Regions from separate parts of the Pelodiscus sinensis genome. Here region 2 is linked to region 1. The links are chromatin contacts, called in public Hi-C maps. All regions are on one chromosome and are shown on one strand. Each heading gives the region's core, a stretch centred on a gene start, on an enhancer-like site or on the middle of the called end of the contact. The rest is flanking DNA. Distances are from core to core; before and after follow the strand shown. Region 1 holds the start of RNF135 (ring finger protein 135). Region 2 holds the start of LOC102457124 (sterile alpha motif domain-containing protein 9-like).

Evidence for each region. Hi-C and Micro-C count contacts between places; a contact is called where the count stands out from the background.
Region 2: a contact with region 1 is called in a Hi-C map of blood, with 5 times the contacts expected there. The contact joins the promoter of LOC102457124 here to the promoter of RNF135 in region 1. A contact is called at or near these places in 3 of 5 Hi-C or Micro-C datasets (blood, liver and an unstated tissue).

What each region holds. Positions count from the first base shown.
Region 1 is chr20:19,942,696-19,948,420 of ASM4963464v1, reverse strand. It overlaps RNF135 (ring finger protein 135), which reads right to left and starts at 2,127. Exons shown (of 7, transcript XM_075903862.1): 1 at 1,924-2,127.
Region 2 is chr20:20,315,867-20,321,591 of ASM4963464v1, reverse strand. It overlaps LOC102457124 (sterile alpha motif domain-containing protein 9-like), which reads left to right and starts at 3,040. Exons shown (of 4, transcript XR_012896892.1): 1 at 3,040-3,116.

The DNA.
Region 1 (5,725 bases), core at 878-3,377:
GGTCTGACCCAGTATGGCCATTCTTATGTTCTTATCACTTTCTGCCACTCTCATTGGTTGGGAACAACGATCTGCAGCCAACAGAAATGCCGATCGCCTGTAGCCATGCAGGTAAATATAGTGGTGGCGGCCCGCCGGGGCTGACCCTGGTCGACCAGATCTGGCCCACGGACCAGTATTTTCTCACCTCTGCTCTAGGAGGTTGTCCAATGGAACCACTTGTGGAGTATGGTTGCCACTGAACATTAGTGTCAGAATCTTGCCCAGAGAAAGAACAGAGACCAGGCATGGTCCAGTAAGCATGTCCAGTGAAGCCACAAACCATGATCTGAGTTCGAGAGGCAAAGCCATCTTTAGGATTTACGGGGCTCTACGCAGTACTATTAAATTGGCACTTCTATGCCTAACGGCAGCCCCACAGGTGAGGTGGGGGGGATGGTTTTCTTTAGAGATGTGATTTTATAATCTTCAGCAACGCACTAACGAAATGTTTATAAAACAAATCTTAAACTAAGGCCCTGTAGACTACAGTAAATTCAGAAACAGTATACACAGCCAATGCCTGTTACATGACTTCATTACCAATCGAATGGCTCTGTCATGGATTCAGTGGTCTGCTAATAGCTCTGGCAGGCTTTTTCACTGGTAACTAGATCCCCTCCGGAGGAAGCAGAACCACAGAACAGGGATAAAAAGAAATGAGTGGGGAGACATTGAGACCCAGTGGTGCCCCAAATTTTCAGATGCCCTATGCAGCTGCATATAATGCATATGGTTAAGGACGGCCCTGTAGACAGGGGTCAGAGACACAAAGATTATGTCTCCACAGCTGATTGCAGGTCAGATGGCATACCCCCCTAGCTTTAATCTGTACAAGTCCCTAGGTATGGACTCACATTGCTAGCCCTGTCTGAAGCTGATGCTGCTGTCTTTTTTACAACTTTTAGCTACACACGCTGCAATCACACCTCTAATTGGAGTGTAGCCTAAGGCCAGTACCTGACCCAAAGTTCTGGAGAGTTCTGATCTGGAGCTTTGGTTCAGACTAAAGATGATTTTGAACAGAAACATGAAACCAACCTGGCAAAAAAAAAATGTTGAGGTCCAACAAAATGTGTATTGAAACTCAACATTCATTCGTTCGTTTTCTGAGAGTGAATTGCCTGGTTTCATAACAAAACACCCATGACAGCTGGTGATACAACAGATCTTCTGGTTCCCCAGAAATCAGGTGCAGCATGGACCAAAATTCTTGGGAATCGGCATTGTTGGTAGCACATGAGACTTTCTTGGGTGAAATTCTGCAGCCTGCATTTTCCCTAGATGATCTATTTATTGGTTCCTTCTGGGCTGAAATCAGAGGTTTTCTGGTTTGACCTCACACTCTTTAGTTTGGTTAAATTCAGCACAAAAATCAGGGGACATAAAACAGTGTGGTGCAAAACTGATCCAGGCCTGAACCAACACCATTCGAATCAACCAGGGGCTGATTTCACTGGACACAGGATGAGCCTTTTAAAAGATTTTTGAATAAAAGGGTGAACTGAAACCAGCATGACTCATCAGGCCTCCTGGAGAGGCAGAAGCAGCTCCTCCTGCAAGGTGGGAGCTAGAGAAGCAGATTGCTTAAGGCTGAAGGATGATGAACTCGTTGAATTAAATACAATGAAGTTCCAGCCCAAACCGTTTTTTCTGAGATGCAGCAAAGTTCTGTTGAAATCTTTCCCTCATCCCCAGGCACCTTTTTCAGCAGGAAGAGTGAGCTACTTTGGGTGCTTCAGGAAGGCTGTCTGTCAGGGTGCAGGCCCCCCATCGTGCCTCAGTGCCCCCTGACTGTCCTCATCTAGCCCCTCTCAGGGCAAGCTACAGTCTGTACGGGTTGCTCATCATTGGCATTGGGGTTATCTCTACTGCCCCGCTTACCCAGGCTGCATTGTGATCTGCCTCCAAACCCTGGGCCTTGCCTCCGGCCCCTAGCCAGGGGGAGTCTTGGCTGGCCCTCTCCCAGCCCTAGCTGGCTATCCCCAGCTGGTTGCCCTCCTGGGAGCTCCTACTTCCTCTGCAGTCAGCCCTTCACTAGCTCCCCCCACTAAGCAAACTGTGCTTCTCTATATAGCTGCTGGCTGGGCTCTCACTCGCCCTAACGGCTTCAGCTAGCCTCTCCAAGCCAACTGTGCTGCACTACATAGCTGCCAGCTGGGCTCTCACTAGCCCTAACAGCTTCAGCTGGCCTCTCTGTTCCCAGCTCAGGGCCTGAATCCTGGTCTTAAAGGGCCAGTGCAGGGCAGGCGCCCTGTCACACAGGCCCAGAGCAGGAAGTGCAGGCAGCCTCACCATACATTCTGCTTGCAAGCTTTCCAGCCTGATCTGCAGATGAAAACAGTCCAGATACAAAGAAAACCACCCAGACATCTGGCTGCTTGATTGGACCAGACCTCTGAACTTGTCCATCCAAAGCAGTAAGCGGCAGGTCTGGTGATTCAAAGGGACCTGGGGCTCCCGGCTACCACCACTGCTAGTGCAGCAGCCCCTGAAGTCCTTGGCCCTTGACATCGCTGCTGGAGAGCTGAAGGGCATGCTCTGTGCAGCTCTGAGGGCTGGCTGCTCTGGCCCCGCCCCTTCCACCTGAGCCCCTCCCCCTTTTTCATGAGGCTCCTCCCTTTCTGGGGGACATGAAACCACACCCCCATATCTTGCCCAAGGACTTGTGGAGGCTGTCAGCTCCCCTGGTGAGAGGAGTGTTCCTCAGTGGTCAGAGGAGAGGACGAGAGGTCCAATTCATTGTTGCCCGACGTTGATTGACACGGGTGCAGAGTGGGTATAAAACACTGCCACATGGCCCTGGGCGTCTGGCCTCGGAGTCCTGCCCCCAGTTCTGGCACTGTGGGCCTAACGGCAAGTCAGAAATGGCCTCTGATTGGTAGGCCCCACATAGGCCTGATTGTCAAGAGTGTCTCATCCCATCGTCCCAACTGAACTGATCTGGATTGCAAGTGCCCTGTGCTTCTGAATGCTGTCTCAGACGGGATGCCCCAGATCTGTCCTTGCTTTTGACAAAACTTGGCCTTTCCCTCTCTTTCCTGCCAGATTGCCCAGGTGCCATAAGGAGTCAGAGTTGAGATCCTGGGATGAAGGTGGCTGCATGGGGAATCCTCACTATTGTTATTACATAGGCAGTCAGAGCAGGTCAAAACTGTCTTTTATTTTGCCATAGTCTGTGGATTTTGTTATCCAAATGTACAGAACAGCTAAGGGACTTCGTGCCACTTGTAACAAAAGGGGGTGATTCTCTTCTTTGAACCCATGGGACATCTCCTGGGAGAGTCTGAGAATCCGCTGAAGCCAACCAGAGATAGGGTGCACCCTCCCCGCCGCATTAGGATATGCCCGTAGGCTGGGTGCTCAGTACTGGCATAACATTGCTCCTACTAGAGTCAATAGTAAAACTCCCACGATGTCACATCCGGGCCAGGGGCAGCCAGACCTAATAGAGCCCTCAGCCATGAGACAGGAGTTGGGACCCAGGAGGTCAGAAGCAAACCGTATGTTGGGATCCGGACTCAGGCTTGGTCAGGGTATCAGTGGATCAAAGGCAGGAGACAAACTGGATGTCGGGATCCGTGAGTCAGATGCCAGAGGAGCACAAGGCCTGCAGTCCGGAGCCGAGGAGAGCCCAGGTCAGACAGCTTCCTGGTCCCACGGCTGGTTTAAGTAGGGTCATCACTTGCCCTGGGACTCTACCATTTGGACTTCAGGAGAGAAGCCTTATACATGGGTCTCAGGGAACCTCTTGCCAGCTGGCTGGTGGGTGGAGGGCTGGAGTGTGGCCACCCCTAAAAATCTTGCGGGCCCATGTTTGAGACCTGTGGGTCTGATTTCAGTGGGAGCAGAGCCAGGGCTAAGCCTTTTGAAAGCCCTCCCCATAGGCCCTGACACTGGGATGCAGCGCTCTCTTTCCCTGGTTGCGGGCTCCAGGGCAGTCCATGGCAGGCTTTTTGAACGTAACAGTGGCTGACAGTCCCATGAACTGAGTGTAGGATTGCCAGACGGTTTAACCAAAAATACTGACCCCACCCCCCCCAAAAAAAAAACACCGGGGAAAAATTCTGTTGAGAAAAAAAGGGGGAGACCAAAGTTGTTGAGAAAAAAAAGTGGCTCCTTTGCCCCCTTAAGAAATGATACTTTTGAGGCTTTTTGGCCCTAACAGGCTGCCAGCAGCCGTCCACCATCTTATTTCCCTGCTCCGGGCTGGACAGCTCCCCTGCAGCTAGGGTTGCCAGATGGTTGAAACAAAAATACCGAACAACCCCCCTCCCCCCCCAAAAAAACCGGGAAAAAATTCTGTTGAAGGGGGAAAAAAAAGGGAGGGAGACCAAAGTTGTTGAGCTTAAAAAAAGACTCCAAGGACTTATTAAGTCAAAAAAATAAAATAAAATAAAAACCCCAGCACTAAAACAACATGTCCCCTTTAAAAGTGAGTGCAGGGATAGGAAAAGTTGAGCACTAAGACCCAGAGAAAAACATTGCTTCCCCTAGGCCTTTTGGCTGGCATCCATTTTGTGCCGGCAGACTTGGGGAACCAGGTAATCATGGGGGCTGGGGTCGGGGGACTGGGGGTGTTCGGAGCCGGGCACTGAATGTTTGTAGGTTGCCAGGTGCCCAGCATTTTTGACTCCTGGCCGGAGAAAAATTCAGAAAATACTGGACATTTTAGGTGTCTGGTATTCTCTGAATTTTTTTTTACCAGACAGGAGCTGAAAATACCGGACTGTCCGGGTGAATACCAGACACCTGGCAACCCTACCTGCAGCCAGGATTTTCGCCTCTTGGCCAGGAAAAAAATCCGAAAATACTGGACATTGTAGGTGTCTGGTATTGTCTGAATTTTTTAACTGGACAGGAGGCGAAAATACTAGACACCTGGCAACCCTAACTGAGTGTGGCTATCTTGGTCTGCTTCCTACTGCTAAGGTGGCCACATCCTACCCGTCACCGTGGCTCCTTTGGCTGGGCCCCGGAAATTCAATCCCTCGCTCCCCTCTTTCTGGGGCAGAAAACAAAGGCAAAGACAGCGCTCAGCTGGTGTCTCTGAGTTTATCTTCCCCCTCAAACCGTGCACCCAAGTCAGCGGGTCTGGTGGTCAGTGTTGCCCGAGAGTGGCCTCTGCTGAAATGTGAACAAGACAGAGACGGTTTGTGACATCCAGAACGAGTAATGACCAAGTAGGCGCGACACCGAGAGCCACGTCCTTGGCTGCAACGGCAGCTTAATGGGCCAGCTGAGGCTCCCGCGGCCTGGGGGACCACGCGGACATGCGGCTGGCTCTTTGCCACTGCCCCTCAAAGCCCCCAGTGAAGCAGGCGTGGCTGGACGTAGAAGCAGGAGGGAGGGGTGACCTGTCTCCTCCCCATCCCACCACCTCCCAGGAGGACCTGGGGAAGGTGGTTTCCTTTCATAAAAGTCCGAGAAACTTGACTGAAAGTTTGTCTCTCTGACGCACAGACCATTTGGGCTCCTTTTTGGGTGGCTGCGTAGGGAGGAACTGGGAAATTCCCTGGTCACCCAGGGTCCCAAAAGTCTGTCGCAGGGCATGGCCTCGGAGCCTGGGCAAGCCAAGAGGGTTCCTTATCAGCGTGCAGTTGCCCTGCCCAAGCTGACATCCTTGCGGCATCTCAGCATGAGTAAGCAAGTCCAAGCAAGTTCCTTCCCTTCTCCCCCCAGGCCT
Region 2 (5,725 bases), core at 1,791-4,290, 370 kb before region 1:
GGATATGGGTAAAAGGGCACCACCAGGCTCTGCAGCAGTGCTGTGAGAGGCACTGCAGTTTAGCTAGTCCCAGTAGCCGAGCATGGGCAAGCCTGATGTAGGGCCAGGCACCTCTGGCAAACGTGACTCCTTTTCCCATTACAATGTTCAGATGTACAGAGCGTGCCTGACTTGCATCGTAGGAGGAGGCCAGCATTGACATGCATTACTATACTAGAAGAAGCAGTACAGTTAACACCGGTACAGTTGTCTGCTTTTCGTTCTCCTCTAGAGCAGGGGTATGTAATTTTTTAGGGGGGGGGGCACTCCAAGAATTTGGTTAGTCAAGGGCCATGCTCTTCCATGATATTAATGGAGAAGGAGCAGAGTTTGGGATGGAGGTTGGGTGCAAGAAGGGAGCATAGGTAGAGGATTGGGTTACAGGAGGCACTGTAACGTTTGACAGAGTTTGGGTAAAGGAGGGGGTTGTGACCTGGGGAAGAGGGTGCAGAGTCTGGGAGGGGGCTGTGACCTGAGGCAGAGGAGAGTGCAGAGGTTTGGATTGTGACCTAGGGCAGGAGGGGGGTTGTGTCCTGGGACAGTGGTTTGGGGTGCAAGGTTTGGAAAGAGGTGGGGGTGCAAGAGCAGGAGTGCAGAGCAATGTTCTTTCTAAGCTGCATGGCTGCACAGCTTTGCAGGTTCTCCAGCTGCCTGTGCCGCCTCGGATACCAGCAAAACCGGGTGCTGACGCACACGCTGCTCCGGAGCCCAGCTGGCAATGCTCCAGCCTAGCCCCTCGGGCCCCACTTCCCCCCTGGGACCCACATCCCCCCAACCCCTTAGGCCCCACTTCCCCCCTGGGAACCACATCCCTCCAGCCCCTCAGGCCTCATGTCCCCCACTTCCTAGCTGGCCCAGCCCCGGCCAGCCTGCGTGTCCCACCTTTCCCCAGGTCCCAAGCTGTGAGTGCAAGCAGCCACAGAGCCTATGAGCTGGAGCCCAACTTCCTGGCAACCCCTGTGTCCATCTGGCCCCACCTGCAGGAGAGCCAGGCCTCGGCCAGAGCCCCCACACACCCAGCGGGGCGTGGGGCAGCAGAGCCAGCAGACTCCAAAGGAGGCTCCAGTCCTCCCTGCCCCAAGGGGTCCCCAGGCAGAGAGTGGGGGGCTGCCCCTGTCCCAAGCCACTCCCAGACAGGTGGAGTCTGCAAGCCCAGACTGAGCACCCAGCCCCACACTGGGCCAGGGCTCGGGCACGTCATGGGCTAGGCAGAGTCCGGGGGGAAAAGGGAGGTTTTCCACTAGTAAAGCTGCTGCCAGTTGGGGTCCTGCCCACACTGAGGCTGGCCGGGGAGGGGGCAGGGGTGGCATCCTAGGGCCAAAGCAGAGAGACAGGCCGGCTGGAGGGAGCCGTTCCAGGGGAGCCAGCCCCCACAGGAACCTCCGAAGGGAACTCCCCACTTGGCCTCCCCTGGCTCCTGGGCGGATCCCCCCTCTCCAGCGGCAGTGAGACAACCCTTTCTCAGGGGCCCACTCCAGTGCAGTGACCCTCTCGGGGGGGCCACTCTCACCAGTGGGTCTGCCTCTCCGCCTATGGGACAGCACCTCTCAGGGCCTCCAGCTGCCTGCCTCTGCCGTGAGCCCCTCCCAGAGAGACTAGCCCAGCCCTGCTCCCCAGCCCAGAGCGACTCCCAGCTAGTCCCTAGCAGGAAGTCTATGGAGCTCTGAATACAGCAAAGGATCCCTCAGGCCAGTCGGCCTGGGCCCCCGCCCCCACGTCTCCCCTGCAGCCAGCTGAGCCCTGCCTGCTCTGCTTTCAGCCCCCCCAAAACAGCCCCCCGTCTCCCAGCAGAGCCTCCAATACCCCAGCAACAGCCCCTCCCCTACCATTGTCAGGTGATTAATGAGCCCCACCCAGTCAATCAGCTCTGTGCAAGGAGCCCTGAGCCTCTGACTGGGCAGGGCTGATTAATCACCCGTGAAGCTGTGCTGCCCTGAAGCTTACAGGGAACACTGGTGCAGAGAGCTTGGGTTGTGACCTGGGACAGAGGAAGGTGCTAGATGCAGGCTCTGGCCAGGAGGAGATTACCTTAGGTGGCTCCCAGCCAGCAGCCCAGCCAGAACCCTCAGCAGGTTCCCTGATTGCCACGCCCCTGCATGCCATCCAAAGGGGCCCTGTGCTTCTCTCTATGCCATGCACCCCTTGGGAAGGGGGGGCCTCCATGAGCTGCCTGCACTGCAGGCATGGGCACTTTCCAGCCAATGGGAGCTGTGAGATTGGGCTTGGGGCACGCAGGGTGCTGAAAAGCACATGGCCCCTGCAGCCAGCTGCTTTGAGTGGTATGTGGGAGCACAGCAGACAAGGAGCCTGCTTGAGGCTCCTGCTGGGTCGTGGGATGGTGGAAGGATGGATCTGGTGGTTTGGCAGGCAGGACCTGGCCCATCGTCCGTATTTTGCCCACCCCAGTCTTGCAGGCTTTGAGGAAGGGGTGGGAAAAGGTGGGGTGGGGGTGGAGCAGGAAAAGACAAAGCGGGGCCTGAGGCAGACACCCTTCTAGGGACGACCCTGTCCATAACCAGCAGGTAGAGACTCTAGTGCAGTGGTCCCCAACGCGGTGCCCGTGGGCACCATGGCGCCCGCCGGGGCATTTATGTGCACCCGCTGAAATGTCTGGGCTGGCCCTGCCCCCGGCACGCAGCACATGCGTGGTGTCGGTCCCGGGTGCGTGGCGTGTGGGCAGCCTCCCCCCCCCCGGGTGCACGGCACATGCGTGGGCACATGCGTGGTCCCATACCCGGAAGTGTGGTGCATGAGCGGCCCTGACCCCGAACGCCAAGGCATCCGGCAGCCACGAAAGGCTGGGGACCACTGCTCTAGTGGGTCTGAAAGAGAAGGTGAGTTTCAGATAACAAAGGCTGAACCAAGCACCCTGACAAGCAGCAACAGGAAAAGCAGAGCCAGCGCAATTGGTAACAGCTTCCTCCTAGCAGCTATTTTACCAATAGCAATGGACCAGCGGTGACCACGCCTACATCTGTGGCTCAGCTGAGAAGTAAAACTAGTGAAACTAGTTTATGAAAACTATATTCTCTAAATTTCACAGCTGAGAAGGACCAATGGCAGAATGAAATAAAAGTGTAAGTCTAATCTTTTCCATGTAATATTTAAGAGTGCATGGGTTTGTCTGTAAACAAAGCTGGATGCTTGAGTAACTGCTAAGCCAGCACTTACAGGATGCTAAATATTTTGGTTTTTAATTTATGAATATGGTGACAATCTCTCATGTGTATAATGGGCTGTGTAGACACTGATTTAAATATGGGATTAGATTGTAACAGTGAGACTAAAAACCTGTGTGTGAACAGGACCTTTATATGCTTGTTACATTGAAACCCTTGTATGCCCTGTGTATGTTACTAGACTTACCCAGCGTTGCTCCGGTCCTCAACTCAATTATTTTTTAACTTTTGGAAAATAAAATGAAAATGTCCATGCTTAATTTAATTCATTACGCTGGGGTGAGGCTGGGGTGAAGGGTTCAGTAGGCAGGCTGCCCCAGGGAGAGAGGACTATCCCAGCCCTCTATCATCACAACAGCTTGGGGCCAGGTGAGAAGCACCTCTCTATGGCTGCTACAGCTCCAGCAGGCACAGCTGGGAGAGGGGAGCACGTCCCTTGGCTGGGGCATGTCCAGGTTTGACAATAGCAGTCCTGGATAGAGGGAGGGACATACCTCCAGGCAGCCCCCCCTCACCTGCCTGGTGATTCTCTCTTCCGTATGGTTTAATGAGAAGCAATCCCATTCCGGGCACATCCCATTACCCTAGCACAACCAAATCCTGACCTGGCTTTTAAGTTATAAGAGGAAGCTGTTTATCGCATTTGGTGGTCCTAGCTCTTCCCATTTAGGAGGAGTTCTTGAACAGACAGACAGACACACACAAGTGCTCTCAAATGTGTAGTAGATTAGCAGCTATACCCAGTGGTGCTTGTCTTTAACTGCAGTTGGGGTTGTTTTGTCTTTTGTTTTTTTTGGGGGGGGTAAACAAAAAAGGTACATGCTTTATTTAAATGAGTAAGGAGGTGATTTGAGGAATGACAGTGGGAGTAGAGGGAAACTAAATTGGTGCCCCCTTAGCATGGAGCCCAGAGCAACTGCCCCCTCGCTATGTCACTGCACCCCTGGCAATCTGCCCTGTGGGGGAGAGGGGAGGGAGGGAAGGGGTGTGCACAAACCAGCCAACCAACCCAGGTAGTTGCAGAGTTAGGACGTTCGTGGGGGGGGGGGAGCAGCACTAAGCTCAAATCACAGAGGGGGGGGGGGTGTTTCAATCCAGACTGCTCGTGCAGAGGCCCCAAGCCGGCAAATCCCAGCCATCACAGAGGCCGCGTTTACCCGGGCCAGCAACAGAGGCAGCGCAGGGAGGGGGAAGGAGCAAACTAGGGCAGGTGAGGGGCTGGTGCTGCGGGCAGGAGGCAGGGCCGCTGTTTGCCACGCGCAGCAGGGAAATCCCCCTGGGCAGCAGGCGGGGCGCAGAGCCGAGGCGGGGAAGTGAAAGTGAAAGCGCCCAGCTGGGCTCCTCGCTGCGGGGGGTTTGGCACCGGAGAGACTCGGGGCGCGGCGGTGCCCAACTCCGCTAGGAAGCCAGACCCCTGGCACCGGCCCTGTGCGGGGCGGGCAGGGCGGTGCCCAACGCCCCTAGGCAGCCTGGGCTGCGGGTGAGCCGGGCGCCGGGCTGTGCCGGCAGCGGGGGCTCCTCTCCGCCCGGCGGGGGCAGTTACTGGGCGGGCGGCTGGAGGTTTCACCCTCCTCCCCGCTGCGTCGCGGGAGAACTCGGCTCGGAGTTTCCCTCCCCCCCCCCCCCCTCCAGCGCCGGGCCCAGCTGGGGGCTCTCTGGGCAGGAAAGCGGCTGAACCGGGGGGGTCCGCACGCTCCGCACCAGCCCTTGGCGTAGCCCGCTACCCCCCCCCCCACGGGAATAGACTTTCTCCAGGTTTAGCCTCATCTCCCCAGCAAAGCGCTGGGGGAAAGGGGGGGGCTCATCTCATCCCCCCCCCCCCCCGACTGTGCCAGGCTGGCTCCGAGGAGAGGCCCCGCTCCACTCCCTGTTCTGCTGCACCAGCCCTTGGCGGGGGGGGGGGCTCGCGCCCCGGGCCTTGCTCGTGGCTGGCACTGCGGGACTGGCCCGGGGGCAGCTGTTCGGATCAAGGGGCTTTTCTCTGCCCCCTCCCGCTGGGGCTGGAGCCTCCGGGGCCCCTCACCCGGCAAACGCGTCCCGCTGTTGCGCTCCGCTGCCCCCTTGTGGCGCTTGGTGGCCCGCGCGGTCAGAACTCACGTTCGTTCCCTAAGTGCTAGCTCAGCGGTTCTCAAAACTTTTAGGCCGCTCAGTGCAAACCGCCAGCCAGCCATGGTGACAAAATAGGGGCGGGGTCTGGCCAGAAGGTTGGGGGCAGGGGGTCGTGTGTGGGAGGGAAGGAGGGTGCAGGTAGGGGATGGAGGGATGCAGTCTGGGGGCGGGGGTGCTTACCAGGCTCTGTGCTGCCCATCGCTCCCAGGTGCCATCCCCTGCTGCTCCCTTTGGCCATGATTCCGGACAATGGGCGCAGCAGGGTAAACCTCCAGGCCAGTGGTTTCCTGCCCTGCCTTTCCTGGGGGGAGGGAGGGGCGAAGTGGCGGTGCATAGAGCTGCTTTCTTCCCCTGCAAGGTGGATCTGACCCCGGGGGGTGGCTTGCTCTCCTCTCCCC